2 separate regions of the Gossypium arboreum genome follow, and region 2 is linked to region 1. The links are chromatin contacts, called in public Hi-C maps. All regions are on one chromosome and are shown on one strand. The core of a region is the stretch at or near the end of the contact, and the rest is flanking DNA. Distances in the headings are between cores, read along the strand shown. Region 1 holds the start of LOC108457218 (receptor-like serine/threonine-protein kinase ALE2). Region 2 holds the start of LOC108451132 (ABC transporter C family member 5-like).

Region 1 (4,404 bases), core at 316-2,815:
TGCATGCAACACATAATAACCACAAATTACAAGAAATTAGATAACTATAACAAAGATTTTAACATTTCCAAGGGTAACTGATTTTGACCGTTTACTCAAGAAGGATTGTACCCAAAAGCATTGCTATACAGAAGCTATAATACAAATATTTAAGGCTCATACTCTTTTCAAGAAGCATCCATGGAAAAATAAAATATAAATAAAACAAAGAAAACTAACAGGAAATCCGGAATTCACGAACATTATTTGATAATTGAAGCTCAGTTAACTTTAATGGTATTAGAACACTTATAATTTGAGCTAACCTTTTAGGATAAATAATAATATGTAATTATTCCTGACGTCCATATTATCCATAGTATATTCCTCAAAGGGCTAAGATATGAATAGCTCATCTGATATCCCTTTTTCCAAATTATTATTATTTTCTCAAGATACTGTATGGAATTAGAAAACAGGGGACTAACAAATTACTCAAAAAGCGAACCCTTCTTTACATTTTAAAATTTTCTTTTTTCCGCTTTCTTTAGTTTTGGCGAACTCGAAAGATTAAGCTAAAGGATAAACGTTATAGTGGAAAGTTTAAGTAGACATAAAGAGAGCCAATCAGCAGTAAAGCCAAAGCCTACTTAGCTTCATAAAGCATGCTGACCTTTTCTTAATTTCTATAAATAAAATTAAAAGCTAACTCGGACTAGATTTTAGTCCACTTCCCTTCCTTATCTATTATTGGCTCCGCAACCAAACAGATAAAACGAAATTAAAGAAGAAGAAAAAAGCAGAAGAGCAAGTATCCAGAAAGAGTGATACCGAAACAAGAACAAGAGAGAAAGCTGGGTAAGTAAACAAGAAGCAAAATGAACAGAGTCAAAGCAGGCATCTTCTCTCGCCGAACCAGAGTCCACAGCAACCATCGTCAGACACCAACTCGAACAACGTGCGAGTCGTCGGAGAGACACTGGAGATTCCTAAGTTTCCGATGGACCATTCGCCGCCAGCCAAACTCTCCGTTGCTCTCTCCGAGCGAAACGACACACCTCATAACTAAACCAAACAAAACTAAAACCTAAGCTGCTCCGCCGCCAAGCGCCCCTCCAAAAAAAAGGTAAAAGAAACGGAACAAAAACCCTAGGAGAGAGAAGATGAAGGGAATGAGAGTCGGCGTGATTGTAGTCGATCCATGAAATGCGGCAAAGATCTAACGCAACAATGCAGAGAAGAAAATAGGTCTTCCCTTTTCCTTTCTAGTTTGGGAGATGAGAACATGGAAAAGGGATTCTTGGGATGAGAGTAGAAAATTGAGAGAGTAAAGGGAGAACTGCGTCCGTGAGAGACACAGAGAGTGGGAGTGGGGGCTGGAAAGGTGGGGAGGTGCTTTATTACTGGAGTGTAGCCTACAGCAAAAGCAACTGCTTCATGAAATTGATGATGGCTGTCTGGTACGCGCTTCTATGCAAGCGCGTTTTCTTAACGCACCGTCGAAAACGACAAACCTGGAAGCCGTTTGTTCCCGTCACTTGAAATTTGGCAAACCGTTTTCTGTTTTGCAAACTCCCAACATATTTTGAAAATTAAAATTAGGTCAATTTCTGATTTTAAAAATAATACAAACAAACAAAATTAGAATGAGCCTTGGATCAAGAGTTTTATTTTATTAATTTAATTTAAATTTTTTAAATAAGTTGAATAAATTTTGACTTGAGTCTGTCGGAGTTAATTTTTTTTGAAATTTAAAATCCATGACATTCACTTGTTTTTTTTTAAACAAAGATTTTAAATTTTAAAATAGTAATTTTTAAGTGAATAATTATTTTTTAAAATGGGAAAGGTAATCATGGGATAAATTATGGAATAAAGCCATTTTTTTAAAAATTAAGGAAATAGGTCAGTTTTTTAAAAAATGGTGGAAATGGACTGAATTTGCTAAAACACTTTCAATTGGTGTCGCTTTTAAGGGAAAACTAGAAAAACGCTTCCAGATCAGTGCGTTTTTCCCCTCCCCAATAGTCACTTCCAACGACTATTTTAAATAGTCATTTCCCCCCTGACACTAAAAAAAGAAACTATAAATCTCTCACCTACTAATTTCTCACATTTCTCATATTTCTTTATTAAATCTCTCAAATTTTTCAATCAACTCTCAAAAAACTCTCAAAAATCTCTCAAATTCTCTCTTAAATTTTTTACTAAAATTATATTTCTATTCAAATTCTATTTTTATTCTATTTTTATTAATATTTTTAAGAAATTTTTTCGTGTTCTATATAATTTAGCAATGGTCGAGTCTCTAATCCGTCTTGATATCAAGCATATCTCCATCAATCAATTGTAAACGGTAAAAATAAATTTTAATCTTGTTTAATTTTTTTATTTCATTGTTATATTTTAACTTAACGTTTTTTATAATTTTTATGTAAATAGGTAGAAGATCGAATTTTACAATGTCATATTCGTAATCTACACGGTCCTCTATCACCGTTGATCGAACCATACTTGAGGGAAACCAGTTTTTGGCACATGGCCCTTGTAGGCTGAGAGTGTAAGTTGGACCCGAAACTCATAAGCGCATTGGTGGAAAGGTGGAGACTCGAGACACACACATTCCATTTTTCAAGCGACGAGTGTACTATCACTCTAGAGGACGTGCATTTACAATTGGGGTTACCCATGGATAAGTTGGTAGTTAATGGGTTTGTTTAGTCACTGATTGGGGAGCCATATGTTTAGATCTTTTGGGTGCAGTTCTGGAGATGATTTACGAAGGTCGAATCAAAATGGCTTGGATACAAAAAAAATTAGCGGAGCTGGTTAATGATTCGACTAAAGTACAAAGAGAACAATACGCTTAAGTGTACATCCTTCAGATCATCGAGGATATCATGATGTCGGATAAGTCATTAAATCTTGTCCATCTAAGGCGACTGCTGAAACTCGTCAATTTTAGAGGAGCGAGCTGTAACACCCCTTAACCCTAGACCATCGCCGGAACAGGGTTACGAGGCATTACAGAACATATCAGACAATTTACAATTAATTTGAAATAAATGACATACATATCTTGATTTAATCATAAAGTCCCTATAATGGACCCTCGAGATCCAAATCACACGTAATCGAATTGGGACTTGTTCAGGTACTCTAGAAATATTTCGTAATTTTTTTTTTAAAACTCAATATAACCTCTTTATAAATATTTAACCTTCCCTGCAAGTTTCAAACTGATACCAATCCAAAACAAATCTTTCATCCAACACATTTGCACACTAAATGACTTAACCACATAATCAAATTACATTCATAAAATCATATAAAATTTTACTAACTAGCTTTATTCATTTTTCTTCCCAAGTTTAATACCAAACTTACCAAATTTGTCAAACCATTTCATTTAACTTAGTACCAAAACACCAAATATCATTTATTACAACCAAAATCATAAAATATTTTAAAGTGACCATTACAACACCTATGTACATGCCACTTTCATTTAAGGAAAAAAACATCACCAAAACTTTTGTGCTGGAGTCGAGATTGTTCGAATGTTGGATCGGGACTCTAGACTCCTATTGATCTGTGCACGGAAACAACCGTACGCTGAGTACTTCATACTCAGTGGTATTACCATAATTCAAATAATAATAATAATAATAGAATATCATTATCAAGCATATAACTATCCAATTTTTCAAATATCAATTCATTCTTAAACTCTCATTAATTAACAATAACAATATAATTTTTTTTTAGCTATTCTTCAATTTCATTCACATATCATATGTCTCAATTTCAATCATTACATGAACATTTAGCTCATGCCTTTCATTTCCAATCTCAATTTCAATCCACAATTCAACTTTCTCACATTTTCAATAGTACAATCAATTAAATTCATTTAATTTTTCCCATTTCAGTTATTCACCCTATTAACAAACCCAAACTTTGACGAATACACGGATTCCAACCCAAACACACAGTACGGCACATTATGCCTAAAACTGTACATAGTACCTGATCAATATACAATTCATAAGTGCCTGAAATGACACACTAGGTGCCTGATATACGACACATAAAGTGCCCGATCGACAAAGTCGATAAATCCCGTACTCTTCCAAATTCTATGGCATGCCAACTATATCCGACTCAGCCCGACTAGTTAATAGGGTATTCAAATCATTTCTCAATTTCAATTTCACTTTCAATGTACAATTCAATTTGATATAATTTTCCACTTTCCAACAATATACTATCAAATATTCATGCATAATCATATTTCATCTCAATTTCATTCAATTTAATAGTGATACTTAACTTATAATTTTACTACCATACCATAAATTTAAATATAACATTTAATAAATAGTAGTTTGAATTATAGTAATACAAACCCGGATTTGTTTGATT
Region 2 (4,350 bases), core at 924-3,423, 290 kb after region 1:
CTTATATAAACTTAATTAGAAGAAAGACTTAAAGTTATATCCATTTTTATAATACGTAAATTAAGTAAAAATAATATAAAATTTATAATATATAAAAAAGTTTTATAATTTGTCCAACACGTTCACAATACTTCTTATAAATAATATATTTTTGCCATAACTTTAAAAGTTTACATTTTATAAATAAGTTATGGTTAAAAACTATAACATTCTTTTTATGAATAAGTATATTATTTTATAATATATAACATGGACAAATAAACAAATTGTCATAATTTTTTATAAATAAATATATTATTTTAGACCTTAACTTTAGAATTTTTAAGCTACACAAATTATTTTTATAATATAAGAAATTTTTTATCATAACCATCCCAAACATTTATAAATGTTCCTACTTATAATATAATTTTTTTATAACTTGTATAAAAATAATTTTTTAAAATTAAATTTATTACGTAATTACTCCAATTCTCACCAACTCTTAAGAATTGAAAAGTGTAATTAGGGTACTTCAATTACACTAAATTCGGTGAGACTCGTTAATTACAATGGTTATCCAAACATGCTATCATTGTGTAATTACAATGGTACATTGCCACTGAACTTTTTAGACTCCTCAAGCACAGATAAGGGTTGACAAGTGCTCTATAAGAATATAGTTTAATATTAAAAAGTATTTTGAAAAAAGAGATATATAATAATTCTTTAAAAGCGCTTATAGAATAAAAAATATATTACCAGTATACTTGGTATTAATTGTGTTTAAAGTATTATATATATATATATTAAATAATCATATTTTTGCTTTATATTTAAAATTATTAAAATTTAAAAGTGAATTTCAAAACCAAAGCTTATTTATGCCAAAATCATTAAATTAAAGAGTAATGACATTTACTTTTTTTGGTTTAGAGTAAACTAAAACTACCGTGCTAAATGCTAACTTTTAGCAAAATGAGAAAGAGAAAATAATTTATTTATTTATATTAAATTCTTAAAAAGAAAATGTGATGAAATGAAGGGTGAAGACAAGCCCTTCCAGAATCCACCACATGTGCTATTTTCCTGAGAAACAAACAAAAACTTTTTTTCATCATTTTCTCTTTTCCTTAGGAAACTGCCAAAGGAAATGCGAAAAGTGCTGTGTGGCAGAAAAAAGGACGCTAAGGTTTACAGTTTGGTCCCATGTACCCGACTCGACTGCTTAAGTGGGGAGCGGAGTTGGGTAATAATCTTTGTTTTTTTACTTTAATTTAGAAATTTAAAGCATCATTACCCCCAAAAGCCTCCTTTTCTTGCTCGTTAATCCTAGGAAAACTCTTTGATTCTAAGCCAAAGATGATGATCAATCCCATTCCAATCAAATAATTTAGTCCTAAACTCCTGATTTTAAGAATTTTGAGATCGATGCGGGAACCTTAATTATTTTATTAATAATTGATTTGATTGCAATTTTAAATAATTTAAGGCACGATAATTGTAGGGGATAGACCCGATTCAACAATCAACAAAGTGAATAAAATAAGGATTGAAAATGTCAATCATGTAAATTTTATATGAGAATAAAAAACAACAAGTAAAAAGATAGTACAAAAGATGGAGAGAATTAAAAAAAAAAATCCGAATCACCATAACAAAATTTTCTCAATCTAAATTATTTTTATTGTGTAAAATCTAGAGTAACTAAGGTCTATTTATAGACTAAAATTCATAGCATATATAACTATAACAACTCTTTAAAAAGAAGATTAATAGTCAATTTTAATTTTTAAAAAATTTGATGACCAAATTTAACTTGAAAAAGAATAAAAGTCAAATTGATAAAAATCGTTATAAAATTAAAAGATAAATCTCAAAATTATACATAAATTTTAATTTAATATGTAATTTGATACATAAATTTTAATTTGGAGCAATTATATATATGAAATTTTGAATCTAGTTCAAGTATACATAAAACTTTAATTTTGATTCAATCATATATATTTGAAAAAATAAATACATTAATTTATTATATTTTGATAATATATAAGTATAAAATGATGTTATATTAATAATTATATTTGGTAAGAATTGAATAAAATTATATATTAACTTTAAAATTTATCCAAAATAAAATAAAATAAAAATGAGATTTAAAAATGAAATCAGCCCCACCGCCATTGCCACCACATCACCACCTCAAACACAAATGAAAAAGTGGAAACAAACAAAAACCCTTTTATTTTTTATGTTAATTTCTCAAAAACACAGAGTAACGGTGAAAAGAAAAAGATGATCTAATGAGTAATGTTTTCTTTATTAAGACATTATAGGAGAAGAACCTTTTCATGATCTCATCAACACATCAAAATGTGGGCATTTTTTATAATCAATTAATTATTAATTATTATATATTAATTTGTAAAAACAACAAAACTAGAAATTAGAAGCCTTAATAACTAAAACAGATCCTTCATTTTTGTAGAAAGAGACCTCCCATACTTTCACACACGGCGATTACGACTTTTTTGCAGAGCTTAAAGATAAAAAAACACAACATTTTCTCTTTAAAAAAGAGGGAGACACTGGAACCATTTCTCTCTCTCTCTTTCTCTTCATATATTATATATTAACACACACATTTCATATAGGTTTTATATTTCTTTTTCTTTGCTTGTTTACGTTCTACATGCTTATAGGCTTATTGGGTTTAGGCTGCTCAGCATCTAATTCAATTCAAAGACGATTCGTCTGTATTTTGGAATGCTGGTGTAGGAGTGGTACTCCTTTTGTATATCACAAAAAAAGGGTTTGTTTCTTTTTTCGGAATAAAAAGAGGAGAGAGTCGGGACATCTTGTTCAGGTTGATCAGAGGACAAAAACCCAGGTTCAGTTTTATTTAATATTTTTGTTTCAGATATGGGTTTTTTTCTTTCATTTCTTTTCTTTTCTTTTTTTGCTTTTGATTTTTGGTCCCTTTATTTGTCTCCTTCGGGTCTCTCCACCAGATATCTCATATAGAGAGACACGAAAGAGAGAGAGAGAGTGTGTCTATGAGTTTGTGGAAATAAAAGGAATCATTTCTGTTTGTGTTTTCAGTCTTCGTTATCCGTGTTATAAAAAATCTATTTGTTTTCATGTGTAAGTCTGTAGATTCTATCTCTAAATAACCCTTTTGTTGTTGTGGTTTTGCCTCTTTCATTGCTTTCAGATGGTGAGATGCCCTTCTTCACACGATTTGATCTCACTTCTTACTTGATTCATCGACATCATCGACAAAGCCGCCTACTCAGCTTGTTTTTTGGGTCTCTCTTTCACACGAAACTCACCCTTTTCAACAATGGGATTCACTCGTTTGCTCAATAGCATTGCGACTCATTCTTCTTCTTCACCAGCATCCGCCGGACAACAACCACATTTTTCCCTTGCGGGGACGATGCAAGGTTTGCCCATTTTGGAACTATCCTCCATTTGCATCGATCTCACACTTCTCCTGGTGTTCCTTTTCACAATATCTGCAAGGAAAATACTTGTCTGTGTCGGTCGAACTCGATTTCTTAAGGATGATTCTGTTGGGAATTCAAGCCCAATTAGGAGAAGCATTAGTGGTGATGCTGAAGTTGGAGATGTTGTTGTCGGCACTGGGTTTAAATTCTCTGTATGTTGTTGTTTCTATGTGCTGCTTGTGCAAGTTGTGGTGCTGGGATTTGATGGATTTGGTTTGATAAGAGAGGCTGTTGATGGGAAGGTTGTGGTTTGGTCTGTTATTGCCTTGCCTGCTGCTCAAGGTTTAGCTTGGTTTGTATTGAGTTTTTTAGCTCTTCATTGTAAGTTTAAGGTGCTCGAGAAATTCCCATTGTTGTTGAGGGTATGGTGGTTTATTTCTTTTGTGATTTGCATCTGTACCTTGTATGTCGATGGAAAATCACTTTTAGTGTATGGTTCGAACCACTTGACTTCCCATGTTGTCGCCAATTTTGTTGTAACACCGGCTCTTGCATTTCTTTGCTTTGTTGCAATTAGAGGTGCAACCGGTATAGAATTGTATAGAAACTCCGACCTTCAGGAGCCATTGCTTGAAGATGAGGCAGGATGTCTTAAGGTAACTCCTTATACTGATGCTGGGCTCTTCAGTTTGGCTATACTTTCTTGGCTAAACCCACTTCTTTCAATTGGCGCCAAGAGACCACTTGAGCTTAAAGATATTCCCCTTCTTGCACCGAAAGACCGTTCCAAGACAAATTACAAGGTTTTAAATTCAAATTGGGAAAAAATGAAGGCCGAAAACCTATCAAATCAACCTTCTTTGGCTTGGGCGATTTTGAGGTCATTCTGGAAGGAAGCAGCTGGTAATGCTGTCTTTGC

The links. Hi-C and Micro-C count contacts between places; a contact is called where the count stands out from the background.
Region 2: a contact with region 1 is called in a Hi-C map of leaf, with 2.0 times the contacts expected there. The contact joins the promoter of LOC108451132 here to the promoter of LOC108457218 in region 1. A contact is called at or near these places in 2 of 5 Hi-C or Micro-C datasets (both in leaf).

What each region holds. Positions count from the first base shown.
Region 1 is chr7:62,640,317-62,644,720 of ASM2569848v2, forward strand. LOC108457218 (receptor-like serine/threonine-protein kinase ALE2) reads right to left here and starts at 1,566. Exons shown (of 9, transcript XM_017756155.2): 1 at 811-1,566. The coding sequence starts at 880.
Region 2 is chr7:62,933,153-62,937,502 of ASM2569848v2, forward strand. LOC108451132 (ABC transporter C family member 5-like) reads left to right here and starts at 2,174. Exons shown (of 12, transcript XM_017748863.2): 1 at 2,174-2,872; 2 at 3,197-4,350. The coding sequence starts at 3,326.